Regions from separate parts of the Mus musculus genome. Here region 2 is linked to region 1. A link is a contact called in public promoter capture Hi-C data. All regions are on one chromosome and are shown on one strand. The core of a region is the stretch at or near the end of the contact, and the rest is flanking DNA. Distances in the headings are between cores, read along the strand shown. Region 1 overlaps Osbpl9 (oxysterol binding protein-like 9). Region 2 overlaps Gm40225 (a long non-coding RNA gene).

Region 1 (7,678 bases), core at 2,499-4,998:
TATTGAGGGAGACCAGGGAACACAAGACAGGAACTTGAAGCAGAAACCAAAAGAGAAACTCTGCTTCCTGCTTGCTTCCAGCACTTGCTTGGCTCGTTTTATTACATAACCTGTCCAAGGGCAGGACCACCTAAGAGGGCTGCTTCCCACCCCCATCAATTAGCAATCCAGAAAATGCCCCCCAGAGTTGCCTACAAGCAAGCCGAGGAAGGCAGTCTCTCAAGACTCCCTTTTCTCAGGTGACCACAGCTTGTGTCAAGTTAATAAAAACAAAAACCTAAGCAATACACACGTAAAGATCAAGAGGAAACAAGCACAGTCTCCTAACTAAGAAGCCTATCCCGGGGCTGGAGAGGTGGCTCAGCGGGTAAGAGCACTGGCTGCTCTTCCAGAGGTCCTGAGTTCAATTCCCAGCAACCACATGGTGGCTCATAGCCATCTGTAATGGGATCTGATGCCCTCTTCTGGTGTGTCTGAAGACAGTGATAGTGTACACATATACATAAAATAAATAAATTAAAAAATAACTATCCCAAAAGAATACAATTCCAAATACTACCTATAACATTTTAGGGCAAAGCAAAACTCTGGAGACTATAAACAGTGAGGGCTATGAAAAGAGAAGGATAGACAGGTAGAATGTCAAATATCTTTTTAAAAAATTGTATGTGGGATTTTATCTGCACGTGTGCACATAAATCATGTGCAAGCCTGGTGCCCATTGAGGCCAGAGGACATCAGAGTCCCTAGAACTGGAGCTACTGTCAGTCATAAGCTGCTTCATGGGTGCTGGGAACCCAAGCTGGGGCCTCTGGAAGATCACCCAGGTGTTCTTAATTGCTGGATCCTCTCTCTGGCACCCAGAACATTTTTAAGGTAGGAAAAATACTATGTATGATACTGTAAAACCATACGATACAAAGTTGTCCAAATTCATAAGCATTATAAAGAATAAACTAACTTTAACATTTTTTTCAGCTAGCAGTGGTGGTACATGTCTGCAAACCCAGCACTTAGGAGCTAGAGGCACGATCATCCTTGCCGAAATAGTGAGATGGAGACCCACCTGCTATGTGAGACTCTGCATCGAAAAAAAAAAAAAACTCAACAAAACAAAACCTATGTGTTGTGCAATAATGTGTCGCTAGAAATCAGTGAGGACAAATGTACCATCCTGGCAGGAAATACTGATAATAGGGGAAGCCATGCACGTGTGGGGCAGGGATATGAAAAAACAGGAAATCACTGAATCAATCTCTCTCTCTCTCTCTCTCTCTCTCTCTCTCTGTGTGTGTGTGTGTGTGTGTCTGTCTGTCTGTCTGTCTGCCCCTCTCTGGCTTGGAACTGAAAACCACTCTAAAATATAGGATACTTTGTTGTGTTCTACGCCAAACCAATTGTTCTCTTGGCACTGACCCTGAACACAGGCAAGTGCCTAGAGCAGATGTAGGACAACTCAGGTTTCAGCAGTGGTCTATAAAGCCTAAACGTTTTTGCCTGTCTGTCTTCAGAAAACTGATGTCAGCTAGTCAATTCCTATGTAGGAACTTAGGCCAGATGGAGCACATATATCACTTGGCATATGGGAGAAGCAATACCTATCTTACAACCAAGGGAAAGTGTAGTTAACACGCTGTCAAACAGAAATATTTTGTTCGGAATTAGAATCAGCAGCCTCTGCACGGGCCCACGATGCCTATTATAGTGCAAGTCCTGCTCACCACTGAACCCTCAGCCTCTCCTCACAAGGGACTGGCATAACATCGGATGCTTAGAAATGCCTGCGGGGATGGAAGGCCAGAAACTGTGCTCTAACAGCCTCAACACACTGAAGGGAGGTGAAAAGAGCCAGTCTAGGGGACACACGGGAAGAAGAGGACAAGAGACTAGTTTTTCAAATTTTAATTATATTTTGATGGATACTATTGCCCTAATTTTCATAGATAAGATTCTGCATTGGTCAGTTAACTTTATTCTGAGAGAACGTCTAGATTTTATTTTTTAAACCTACATTACTAAATTCAGTAAGAAACATTCAGCTCTTTGCCACAGGTAAATAAAATCACTTTCTATTATTTAATTCTCAAATTTAAAATATTATATAACTTTTAAAATCTCTGTGTATTATATCAGGATTAGTAAGGTTAGAAATAAAAATGTGTTTATTTCTAGAGAACGGTATAGGAGGAAACTATAGTATTTTATATATTTTTAAGAAGTTTAATTTTTTTCTTTTTCCCTTTCTTTCTTTCTTTCTTTCTTTCTTTCTTTCTTTCTTTCTTTCTTTCTTTTGTTTTGTTGTTGTTGTTGTTGTTTTGAAACAAGGCTTCTCTGTGTAGCCCTGGCTGTCCTGGAAGTCACTCTGTAGACCAGGTTGGCCTTAAACTCACAGAGATCCACCTGCCTCTGTCTCCTGAGTGCTGGGATTAAAAGGCTTGTGCCACCATACCTGGCTGAGTTTAAGTTTTTAAGCCATGTGTTGTTCATGTCATTATCACATTTTATTTATGTGTGTGTGTGTATGTGTGAGAGAGAGAGAGAGAGAGAGAGAGAGAGAGAGGGAGGTTAGCTCTCTTCCTCTATATTTACAGTTTCTGGGGGTTGAACTCAGGCCACAAGGCTTGCATGACAAGTGCTGTGACTTGCTGAGCCTGTTGATTTTAGAAATCGAATTACCACTGTGGTTTCTGCTCTCTTCTTTATAGTAGACTGGCTCCATAAAGACAAGGACCATGGGTAGTTTATACACAGACAGACTCTTGGCAATTATTATAATATGTAGAATACAGTGAATTTGAATAAATACTCAACTAAATACATAACTTCTCTATACTCTTTGTATGTTCTGAGTTGAACATGCACCACTTAAGATTTAACATCTTTATATAGGGAAGGCAGAAAAGCACACACAAGATTTCTATTAAAACACACAGTGAAAATGAAATTCTGGCAGTTAAAGGAACCTAACCTCTAGCTATCTGTAAAAACGAACCATCTGTTCTTAGTTGCTTCTCAGAGTTCAGAACAGACGTGCTATAACTAGACCAAGAAAACTTACCAGAAAAATGAATCCTAGAGAATCCTAAATTCTAACTTAAGAGCCAAAAATTTCCCTCAGAAAGAGCAAAGGCTCTGATGAGAGCCTCAAGGAGAAGTTGGAGGAAGCCGGACTAAGTGGCTTCTTCCCCACACTATGTTACCTGTGGAAGACATGACACATCAGTACTGCAGGCACTTCCTTTTCGTGGGAGTAGGGGTGGGGCACTTGAAGGAAAAAGTTAAACACACCCATTTTTCTACATAGTGCTAAAAATAGATCTAACAAAGCCAAGGGAAACGACATAGTTGTAGAAAACAACTGTGTACTCAAAAAGTACTTGTATTAATTTAACACTCAAGAAAAGTTCTCAAAATAGTCTCATATTCGCTGGCCATGGTGGCACATACCTGTAATACTGCCAAGAGCAACAATTAGGCAATTAAATGAAACTACAGGCATAAACTGAAAGACATGGACAGACTGACATGCCAAGGGCAACCAATAGAGTTGGGGAAAAGAGGGAAGAGAACCAAATGTCCCACCAAAGGGGAACCCAGAACCAGACCAGGTGTTCCTCCAGTGGGAACCAAAGAGGAAGCAGTATGTCCCCTGACCTCCTATGACCCTGGGAGCAATACTGTGTGCAGTTTCTCCTTTCTTAGATTCCAACCAGACAGCTGCCAAACAGAAAACAAAAAACAGGCTCACCTCTGGAGGTTTTGAGCTTCAAAATGAAATTGCTCAATGCAGATGATAACAAACCAGGGGCCTGGGTAGAGTGATTGGATTCCTGGCCAACGCACCAAATGTGGGGTTCGCTTACATCCAACATAACTCAAACATCAGGTAAATGTAAATGGCAAAAATGTATTGTAATCAAGCCGCTACTGATCGATCAGGGCTGCAGAACAGACTTGGGAGCTGAGCTGTGACCTTAAGGGACACTGCACAGCATAGAGGATGAAACCATAAAGCGATAGGGAGCAGGGTGGGTTCTAGCATTGTCTAGTCATAGTTTGAGGTTGATCAAGGAAGTTTCCATCCATCAGGATAGGAGTAGGTCCCTAGGCCTGGAAACATGAACTTAGTTTGACTATGCCAGAAAGATGGAGAAACTGTCCTTGAGATGTCTGGACTCAGGCAACTGTTTCCTTATAAACTGTCTCTGAGATGTCTGGATTTGGATAACTGTTTCCTTATAATGAAAGTTGTTCAGTTATTGGGAAGTATCCAGCTCCCTTAGGGCCTGAAACCTTGAATTTAGTTTCCTCCTAATCAAATGGAGTCTGAAAATTAAATGGTAAGTACTTAGAATAAGTTTCTTTTGCTTGTTCCCACTATACCAAGCCTGACAACCTAAGTTTGATCCCAAAACCCACATAGTAGGAGAGAACTGATTCCTACAAGTTGTCTTATAACCTATACAAACCACACACACAGCAGGGAGGGAGGGAGGGAGGGAGGGAGGGAGGAAAAGAGAGAGAGAGAGAGAGAGAGAGAGAGAGAGTGAGAGAGAGAGTGAGAGAGAGAGAGAGAATATGCCCCCTAAATAAATAAATATAGTCAAATTTTAAATGAAAGATTTCTATAATCATGAAAGTCAAGGAATAAAAATCAAAGCGCCTGAAAACTACTAAAAGACTAGTTTCTCGGTCTCCTAAAAACTGAGTCTGTGTTACTCATACAAGCCTGGCAGCTGCGTAGCGATCATACTTCAGTGTCTCATTTTTAAAAAGGCTTCCCATGGACTCCAAGCTTCCCAGTCTTGATAGAAACTGCTAGCACATCTCACTTAGTATGCTGATGCTGACCTTTTACTCACAGGTTAAAGGATACTTCTGGGTACAAGCTACCAAGCCTTCCTTACTCACTCAGCCTCGCTCTTATAAAAGCTGTTGTCTCCTTTCTTTCTAGGAGTTTGAGATAAACACAAAAAAGGGTACTCTAATTTTATTTCTGTTGCTGTGATAAAATACCCTGACAGAAAGCAACACAGGGGAAATGGGTTTCTTTTGGCTTTCATTTCCAGGTCGCAGTCTATCATCATGGGCAGTCAAAGCAGGAACTGAATTCAAACAGCTCGTCATCTCACAGCCACAGTCAAGAGCAGGGAGAAACACACACACCTACTCTCTGGCTGCCTTGCTGTGCTCAGCCTGATAAGTTTTCCATTTATATAGAGTCCAAGACTTCCTGCACCTAGGGAATCTTGCTGTCCATGGTGAGCTGAGTGTTTTCACATTAACTTAATTAAGACAGTTCTTCTAAAACATGCCCAGGCCACTAGAAGACCATCCCTCTTTGAGACTCCCTTCCAAGTGATTCCAGATTGTGTCAAATTGACAAAACTATCCTTTACTGGGGTAAATTACAAAACTGTTGAACAGCAGCAAGGAAATTCTATTTTGTTTTTAACCTAAGGTACAGTACACACAAACTGTATATTTAAGAACAGTTAAAGCACCATTTCTTGTTCCTTTTAATCACAGCTATTGTAAAGCTATTTGCTATATAAAAATATTTTAAAATTTATTTAATATTATTGGGAGTATGCATATGCACACATGCACATGTGTGCATACATTATGGGATGCTGTGTTGTAGTGTATGTGTGGAGGTCAAAGACCAACTTTGTAGACTTAGGTTCTCTCCATTCACCTTTATATGGGTTCTGGGTATTGAACTTGGGTCACCAGACTTGCAAGGTAAATACCTTTACGCACTGACAACTCTCTAGACTATAAATATCTTATTACCAACTCATGTGTAGCACAGACTTTAAAAAAAAATGTAACGGTCTATGCTTAAACAGCTGCCTGAGAATTCAAACTGAGCTCTAAAGCAGTCTCTACAACGATGCATAATCACTTATTTAAAAGGTGATGTGTATGTATGTATGTATGTGACTGTGTGTATGACTGCATGTGTATATATGTGTGCATGTGTGTGTGTTACATGTACCCATGTTTTCACATGCATTTGGAGGCTGAGGAGTATGTTCTATTATTCTAAACCTTAGTCTCTCAAGACAATCGCTCACTCAACTGAACTGAACTGAACTGAACTGAACTGAACTGAACTGAACTGAACTGGGCTGGGCTGGGCTGGGCTGGGCTGGGCTGGGCTGGGCTGGGCTGGGCTGGGCTGGGCTGGGCTGCACTGGTTGTTAGACAGCAATCCTGGGGACTTTTCCATCTCAGCATCCCCACGACACTGAAGTTACAGGTGTGCAGGGCTATGTCCAGCATTTTCTTTATGTGGGTGCTGGGGAGTCAAACTCTGGTCCTCACACTTGCACAGGAAGTGCTCTGACCCCTGAGCCATCTTCCCAGCCCCATGAAGCTGTCAAGTCAGCTTAGTAGCAACATTAAAGCAAGGCTTCCAAGACATGCTGTTACCTACAATGAGGCCAGCACTTATACTTGGCCATATCATGACATATCACACAAAGGTCAAATGACATCATGGCATGTGACATAGAAAAGAAGCCTCCCAGCAGTTACAACAGAGAAAAGTGATTGGGATGACTACTCTACTATTAGGAAGTCATACTCTACACTGAAATGCACATGTGGTCAGATTTACAGAGAACCTTCACCCTAACAGTCAATCACACTGACAGTACAGGCTTCCATACTGCAGTGGTTAGCATGCCTGCCTTCTACGTTGTAAATAGCCTTGTAAAGTGGTTCAGCAGGTTGTATTAATTGCTAGATTTTTAATTTTTCTTTCTGAGACAGGGTTTCACTCTGAAGTCTTAGCTGGCTGGAACTCACTAGCCCAGGTTGGCCCTCAACTTGCAGCAATCCTTGCCTTACCTCCTGAATGCTAGAAGTATAGGCATTTGCCCCTGGGCTCAGCTAAAATGAATCTTAGATTCTGTTGCTTTGTGTTATATTTGCACTTAATTTGCAAGTTCCTTTGAATGTTTTTGTAAAAGTTTAAATCTGAGACATTTACCTTTTGCTTTATACTTGCCTGCACTAAGTAATATTATAGCATAAAACTCATATTCTATTCTTTGGGGACGCAGAATTTTTTTCTAAAATTTGAGCCCGAACTTACTCAAGTTTTGTAAAACTGCTTTTTATACCTGTATAGCTGCTCACGGGCTGAGAGGAGGGAGTTAAAGGGTTCAGTGGCCTCTGGCTCTTCCCAAAAAGCTTCCTAACTTAGCAGTCAACAAAGACATTTACACCGGGGACAGTGAGTCACAGAGCAGCAGATAAAACCCCTGAGTAAGGCAGGGAGCCTGCAGGGAGGGGGAGCTGACAGCAGTGGGGACAGAGCAACTGTGCATGGAAATGTCAGAGCACAGTTAACAAAGGACGGTCGAAAAGATGTGTGTGTGTGTGTGTGTGTGTGTGTGTGTGTGTGTGTGTGTGTGTGTGTGTGTGTATGTGTGAGAGAGAGAGAGAGAGAGAGAGAGAGGGAGGGAGGGAGAGGGAGGGGGAGAGGGAGAGGGAGAGGGAGAGGGAGAGAGAGAGAGAGAGAGAGAGAGAGAGAGAGAGAGAGAGAGAGAGAGAGCATGTGTGAGAGCGCTCTGCAGGTTAACAGCTGCTGTAGAAAACTCAGTCACAGGATTTAAATGCTCAGATTGTGCTTCCTATCTGCAGACTGCTCTAATTACAATTTGCC
Region 2 (7,678 bases), core at 2,356-4,855, 150 kb after region 1:
GACCACCAAGGAAAGGTGCTTACTGGCTTGGTTTTCCTTGTCTTGCTCAACTCTACCTTTGTTAAGCATCCCACGCCCACCTGCTCAGAGATAGGATTGAGCACAGTGGGCTGCCTCCCCTCCCCAGTCAGTCAGCAATAAACAAAATACCCCACAGACTTACCACCCACAGGCCAATCTGATGGAGGCAACTCCTCAACTGAGATTCCCTCTTCTCAGGTATGCTTAGGTTTGTGTCGAGTTGACAACAACTTGCCAGCACAAAGCCCCGTGTTTGAACTCCAAATTGTATTAAATAGGCATGATGTGTAGTAGGCATCCCAACATACTGGAGGTGGAGGCAGGAGGATCAGTAGTTCAAAGCCAGCCTCAGCTACATGGCAAGTTCAAGGCCAGTCTGTGCTACAGTAGACCCTGCCCAGAAAAACAAAACCAAAAACAATAAAAAAGAAAATACACACTGAGGGCTGGAGTACAACTCAGTAGTAGACAATTGCTTGTCTTTATATAGACACCACTAGTTTTTTCGAAGGCATATTTTATGTTTATGAAACCAGAAGACATTTGGGCCACCACCACTTGAGGGCAGTAAGAAATGATGCTGCACCTTTCTGGTGGATCTATTGTTTCCTCTTCTGGAAAAGAACAATCAAGACAATCTGAGGGCTAGGGATGTGCTTCCATTCGTAGGGTGCTTGCTTGGGTGTATGTTAATTCTCCGTGTCATTTATTTAAGGAACTGAAAGACTGCTCTGTAAAATGTACCATTTCACATCTTTACCAGCAACAGGTGTGGGTTCTAGTCTCTTTTTGAAACTGTTTTATTCAGGGGTGTGTGTGTGTGTGTGTGTGTGTGTGTGTCTGTGTCTGTGTCTGTGTCTGTGTCTGTGTCTGTGTCTGTGTCTGTGTCTGTGTCTGTAGAGGTCAGAAGACATCTTCTAGGAGTTGATACTCTTCTTCCACAGTGAGTGGCTTCAGGGGATTTAAGTCAGCTCTTCATAGCAAGCATTCCCCAGTGAGTCATCTCACTGACCTGAGAGTTCTAGTTTTTTCATGACTCTGCTAAATTTGGATTAATAAAAAAATGTTGACCATTATTTTTATAGGAAGATACTGAGTTTTTGTCCATTTAAAAAATATATATATAGCTAGTTTAATGGGTATGAAGCAGTATATCATTGAAGTTTTGATTTGTACTTCCCTAATGACTAATAATGTTGATTTAATGTCTGGTTTTATTTATATTTTTGCCATTTGGATATCTATTTAAATCTTCAAATCATTTTCCTGTAGTCTAGTTCTGTTTTTTTTTTTTTTTAAGAGGAAGGCTCTCCCTAGGCTCCTCAATCTGACTTCTAGGGCTCTATAGGTGTGTGCACTCATCATTCCTGTTTCATTTAAGAGCTCCTTCCAAATGAAATCTTGTTTACTCAGACAGGTCTGAAGCTCCTGGGCTCAGATGATCTGGGCTTCCCAAATGCTGAGACTACCAGTGTATGACACCATGGCAGCTACTACTAATTTTTTTCTTGACACAGGATCTTATGTATCCAGTGCTGGCCTCCAACTGAGGATGACCTTAAAGTTCTGATTCCCCTGCCTCCACCTCCTGAGTGCTGGAATTAGCACACAGTTTATGTAGTGCTGGGGATGGAATCCAGCCAGGGCTTTGTGTATGATAGGCAAGCACTCTACCAACTGAGCTACACTCTGGCCCAATTAATTAAAAGATATTACATTTTAACATTTGTGTGTGAGAGGGTACAGGGGATAGACTATGGAAATGGGTTCTCTCCTTCCAACAACGCAGAGTCCAGGGATTTACGTCAGATTGTCAGACTTCACAATAGGCTCCTAACCAAATGAGCCGTTTACTGGCCATGGACATTTGTATGTTAATTTTTCATCCTGCTACTTTGCTAAAGTGTCTATTAAATCTAATTGCAAAAATGACACCTTAGTGTCTTTTTGGTATAAGACCATGTAGTCTATAAATAGGATATTTTGATTCCTGCCTCCCTTGCTTGTGTCCCATTTCTTCCTTTTGTGGCACTGCTTTAACTAACATGAGGCGCTCTGTGGAATAAGAGTCAAGATTGTAAGCACCTCTGTCTCGTTCTTGGTTTTAGATGGCGTGCTTTCAGTCCCTCCTGCCCCTATTTTGTATCAGCTTGACTAGATATGTCTGCTATACTTATATTATGCTGAACTTCTATTCTGATTTTCTTCAGGGATTTTTATTGAACATTGTCAAAGGTCACTTTTGCATCTATTGTGAATGTGACTGTTACTATTAATGTCATTACTATTTATATACTATATTACATTTATTCCCTCATTTATTTTGTTGGTTTATTTGAGGCAGAGCCTTGTGTAGCTCATGCTTGCCTCTTATTAACTGTGTAGCCAGCACATGCCAGCAAGATTTTGCTGAAAGGACACTGATATAGCTGTCTCGTGCGTGTGAGGCTATGCCAGTGGCCGGCAAACACAGAAGTGGATGCTCACAGTCATCTATGGGATGGAACACAGGGGCCCTAATGGAGGAGCTAGAAAAAGTACCCAAGGAGCTGAAGGGGTCTGAAACCCTATAGGTGGAACAACAATATGAATTAACCAGTACCCCCACCCCCCGAGCTTGTGTCTCTAGCTGCATATGTAGCAGAAGATGGCCTAGTCGACCATCACTGGGAAGAGAGGCCCCTTTGGTCTTGCAAACTTTATATGCCCCAGTACAGGGGAATGTCAGGGCCAAGAAGTGGGATTGGGTGGATAGGAGAGCGGGGGTGGGGAGGGTATAGGGGACTTTTGGGATAGCATTTGAAATGTAAATGAAGAAAATATCTAATAAAAAATTGAAATAAGCAAAACAAAACTGAGTCGCCAGAGATGACCCTGAACTCCTGGCTCTCTTGCTTCCACCCACCACTGCCAGAATCACAGATGTGTATGACACCTGCCAGACTTTATTTTGATTTTTCTTTTTTTTTTTTTTTTTTTGAGACAGGGTCTCATGTGGTTTTACCTGGCCTAAAACTCACTATATCACTGAGGATGACCTTGAACTCCTCAGCTCTCTGTCTCTTTCTCCCAGGTGTTGAGATGAGATGTGTGCCACTATGTCCAGTTGAACTGGCTTATTCTAATTGTGTGTGTGTTCACACATGTGTGGATATATGTATGTGTGTGCATGTGGACTAGAGGTGATTTTAGGTGTCTTCCTCAGTTGTACTCTACTTATTTTTTAAGCTAGAATGATGGTGCGTGGTGTCCTCGCCTAGAGAGTGCAAGCCCCAGGCTCAGGAGAGACCTTGCCTCAATGGACGAGGTGGACCACGATAGAGGAGGACACCCTTCTAACTTATGTGCACAGCACATACAAGTGTGCATCCACTCACAGAGACAGACAGATAAATCAGCCTTTTAAAAGGCACTAGATTTGAAAATGCCAGCAACACAAGGCAGTAGGTATCCTTCATGTTTCCAGTGGTAATTTTGCTTATCCGATACTCGCTAGAGACCCAATTTCTTTAGCCTTGTCTCAGCTCATTCCTGATCTGTCTGTGTTATGCTCTAGTTCCTCTTTTATCCTCTGCTAGTTCCTCTTCTCTCCCAAATATGCTATGTTTCATTCTATTAAAAATCTCAGCAGCTGGGCTGTGGTGGCACACATACCTTTAACCCTAGCACTCGGGAGGCAGAGGCAGGTGGATCCCCATGAGTTCAAAGCCAAGTCTAAATAGTGCGTTCCAGGACAGCCAGGACTATACAGAAAAACCCTGTCTTGGAAAAAAAAATCTCAACATAGCCAGAACACATTAGCTCTTCTGTACTTTGTAGACATGTCCTTTACCTCCAAAGACCTGGCCCGACTGGTAAGTCATGGATTAAGAGGTTGATGAAGAGTCCTTGCTTGTGGGGCATTGGGCTATGCACTTTTTAATACCCACACTTGTTTTTTTTTTTTAATTAATTTTTGTGTGTGTGTGTGTGAATGGGTCTTTTTGCCTGCAGGAATATCTGTTCATCATGTGCACACAGTGTCTTTGGAGGTCAGAAGAGGGTGTTAGATCCTCCTGAGACTGGAGCTAAACATGATTCTGTGGATCATCAGGATCTAACCTGGGTCTTGTAGAAGAGCAGTCAGTATTCTTAACTAGCCCCAGTGTTTTTTTTTAAAGATTTATTTTATGTGTATGAATGTTTTGTCTGCACGTTTAAGTATACCACATGCAACTGTGGAGGGTGCATGAAGAGGGTGTTAGATTCTTTGGAAACAAAGTTACAGGTGATTAGGAGCCACCTGGTGTGGGTGCTAGGAACCAAACCCGGTCGTCTGGAAGAGCAGCAAATGTTCTTAACAGCTGAGCCAACTCTCAAGTCCCTTCCCTCTACCCTGTAGGTTTTGAATGGGGAAAGTATAAGATCACAATTATGTTTTTAGAATATCACAGTGTGGACAACATGAGCACAGAAGTGGGGGTGGGACCGTTAGTTTAGGAGCTTCAGTAGTGGTTCAAGAGAAGAAGGTAGTCAGGGAGAGAGGGAGGAGTTACCTGAAATGGATGGATGGAGAAAATAAAGTTAAAACTTTGGATACATATTGGAGAGTTAGCCAACAGAGCTTGCTGACAGACTGGGTTTAGGCTGTGAGAGAAAGCATAGAATTCTAGGGAAAAATGAATCTGGATCCTGGACAAAGCACCCTCTATCTGTGTTATAGTGTGAGGTACTCAATATACAGTCTTAGTCTTAAGCTAAGACACACTGTGATTATGGCTCTAAAAAAGCTTAGCCTGAAAGAGTCATCTATTTTCATTATGTGTATTTAAGAAGGATGCCTTCATTTTTCCCCCAGCTACATGAACCAGCATTATCATCATTTGCAAAGCACCTGACACTGGGCTCACAGAAATCCAATCACTGAGTTTTCCCTTCCAACCCTGAGAAGGATACTCTTATTTGTGATTTAATTATAGATTTACAGTAAGGGACTGAGCTGACTGAATCAGAATGCTTCAAACTCTCAAACCTTTATTTTCCTTCCTTCCTTCCTTCCACCCTCTCTTCTCTTCTATTCTTCTCTCCTCTCTCTTCCCCTCCCCTCCTTCCCCCTCCCCTCCCTCCCCCCGCCCCCCCTGTCAGATAGGGTCATATGTATCCTAGGTTGACTTTGAACTCTATGTCAGTGAGGATGAGCACTTGAACTTCTGGTCCTCCTAACTCCACCTCCCAATTGTTGTGATTATAGGTATATACCACTATTCCCAGTTTCATGTAGTTCTTGTAATCCAACCCAGAGCTTCATGCATGCTAAGCGAGCACTCTGCCAACTGAGCGCCAGCCCTCTTCAAACTTTTGGCCTCAACACTTTATACTTGTGTTGATTCTCCTGTGTCCTACTTTTAGAGCACAAAGCTGGAAAACTAGACAGCTTTGTTCTGTTTGTAGCCTGTCCTCTGACTTGCCTTGTGATTGAAGCCAACTTCTTCATTTGATGGTGTCTCAGCATTCACACATGTTGAACAGGGCTAGTAATTACTTATGGAGAAAAAGCTTTGAAATCTGTAGATGAAAGGATCTGCAGCCATGAGTACAAATATTTTCTTTCTCAGGGTATTCTTTTTGATTTCTTGTGGTTTCTAGGACCTTACATAAGAGGGGGAAATGAAAGGCAGGAAATAGGGCAAGCATAAAACTGCAGTTGCTTTCTCACTAAGAGCCAATGTCACTTTGGGAGCAACTGAATAATTTCCCTTACTCTAGAGTATTCAATAAGCATTACAAATGGATGAAAAATTTATGAAAAAAAGTTATTAAGTAGGCCTTGGAAAGCCACTGAAACCCTTAAAAATGATTTTTGTTTTCTAGTTCATGTTACTCAAACCTTGGATATCCCCCAATAGGCAAGAAAAGACATGAATACTAACAAATGCAGGGTCTGCTGCATGCTAGGCACCAGGCTTGTACATGTAACCTTAGTCATCATAATAGCATGATCAAGTAGGTATATGACTTTTGGTTTGCAGAGGAGGCAGCCTATGGCTTGTTATCACTCACAGACTTGTCTAAAGTTATGAAAATAAGAAGTTATAGAGCCAAGAATGGATCTGGTTTCCAAGGCCTTACATTCAGATGTTCCCAGGACATCCCATTTGTGATGTATTGGTGACAACAATTTTGAATTGTCTTATGGCATCCTGGATGTCTGTGGCACTTAACAGTCTTTTACTGTTTGTCCTTTTCATGGCTTAGACCCTGGTACAGGGACAGTTATTTGAGTAGCACAATTGTTATTATTGTATAATCTCACACACTCTTTTTGCCCTGGGTAAATCTGAACAATGATGATCTATACTTAGGAAGCCAGCAGTTTGGAAGCACGAGCTCTACATTACCATTACAATCGCAGTACAACATTGTTTTAAAGCACAGCACCATTTATGTGGAAGGCTGTTCACAGAGAAGCGTGCACATAAACTGGCTCTTTGTATACTCTGAGCTCTTCACAGCCTCCCCTCATAGTTTCAATCATTCTGCATTTCTCAGCTTTATAGATGCTGACATCACACAAACAGTTGTAATGTTCATAAAAAGCTGATATGACAACTGCTTTCAAAGCCTGGGGAACAAAGAAACAGAAGTAGTAAAGATTTCCTTTAAGGACAGGTTCAGGAATGGGAAAGTTAGAATAGACTGACAAGGAAGTTGTCTACCATTTAAGATTTCCTCTTCAGGCTCATCCCAAATTTAGGCTAATCACAAACCCATACCTCACTTCCAGCTTTCTATGCTCAGAATTTCAGTTCATGGAGCCTTCTTGGGGGCTATTTCTCCAGGATGTGAATACACTCTATTGTAAAAATTGGGTCTGAATCAGAAGACCTTTGAAAAACGTATTCTTCTGTAAAGTAAGGTAAAACCAATCCTTACCAGGTTGTTGTAAAAACAGGTTTTGGCCCTTAGTACTCAGATTAGAGTCATCAGATACAACTTCGTATCTTAGGGAACACCTACCTTTTAATGACAGTGTTTGAAACAGTCCCTCCCCCTTCTTGTAACTATTATAGCTACAAACTCACTTAGTAATTAGATGGTTGACTGAAGAGCAGGGAGGTAAGTGGTGGCCTTCCACAATGGCATTGCATAAATATGAGCTACTGAACATACACAGAGTCCAGGCCGGTCTCTTTCAAAGGCCATTTATGTATGCTGTCTAAGTTTTATACCACCTGTATCAAATAGTTATTATTATATCAGAAGTATATGCCAGGAATTTGAAACTTAGAGGCTGAGAGACATTAAGCTGCCCTAAAAAAAATCAAGTAAATCTCTTTTGTCTGACCTATACAGTTCATTCCTGTTACAATGGGATTATAATATATCTTCCATTAGCTATATTTTTGTCTTCCTAAAATAGATTTGGGATGCAACCCAGTCCTTTGGTGAGATATGGGACACACATTTTCAAATTGTCTTCGGTATGCCATTAAAAAAAAAACAAAACAAACCCAGTCTCAGAAGTTGTAGGTCTTGGGAGTTTGGCCCCTCAGTGCTATCCCTACAGGTCTGCTCTCATCTCCGGCTACATGCGATGAATGGAACCCAGAACTCACGAGTGGAGAAGCCACTATAACTTATTGGTGCTCCTGAGGCACTGGGAACAAGTCCTACACAG

Evidence for each region. Capture Hi-C pulls out chosen DNA fragments and counts their contacts.
Region 2: a contact with region 1 is called in a promoter capture Hi-C map of adipose tissue. The contact joins two enhancer-like sites. A contact is called at or near these places in 2 of 484 Hi-C or Micro-C datasets (the G1E-ER4 cell line and embryonic stem cells) and 3 of 9 other capture datasets (adipose tissue, liver and pancreatic islet).

What each region holds. Positions count from the first base shown.
Region 1 is chr4:109,119,738-109,127,415 of GRCm38.p6, forward strand. The region is part of intron 4 of Osbpl9 (oxysterol binding protein-like 9); the gene reads right to left. Among named protein-coding and RNA genes, the nearest start is that of Gm52703, 9.6 kb to the right of the region's middle. Within about 2 kb of position 3,749, at least 47 of the 459 cell types and tissues checked have an H3K27ac peak or open chromatin away from gene starts, as enhancers often do. A contact at or near this core is called in adipose tissue, where this site is marked.
Region 2 is chr4:109,268,421-109,276,098 of GRCm38.p6, forward strand. All of the region lies in intron 1 of Gm40225 (a long non-coding RNA gene), which reads right to left. Among named protein-coding and RNA genes, the nearest start is that of Eps15, 8.0 kb to the right of the region's middle. Within about 2 kb of position 3,606, at least 32 of the 459 cell types and tissues checked have an H3K27ac peak or open chromatin away from gene starts, as enhancers often do. A contact at or near this core is called in adipose tissue, where this site is marked.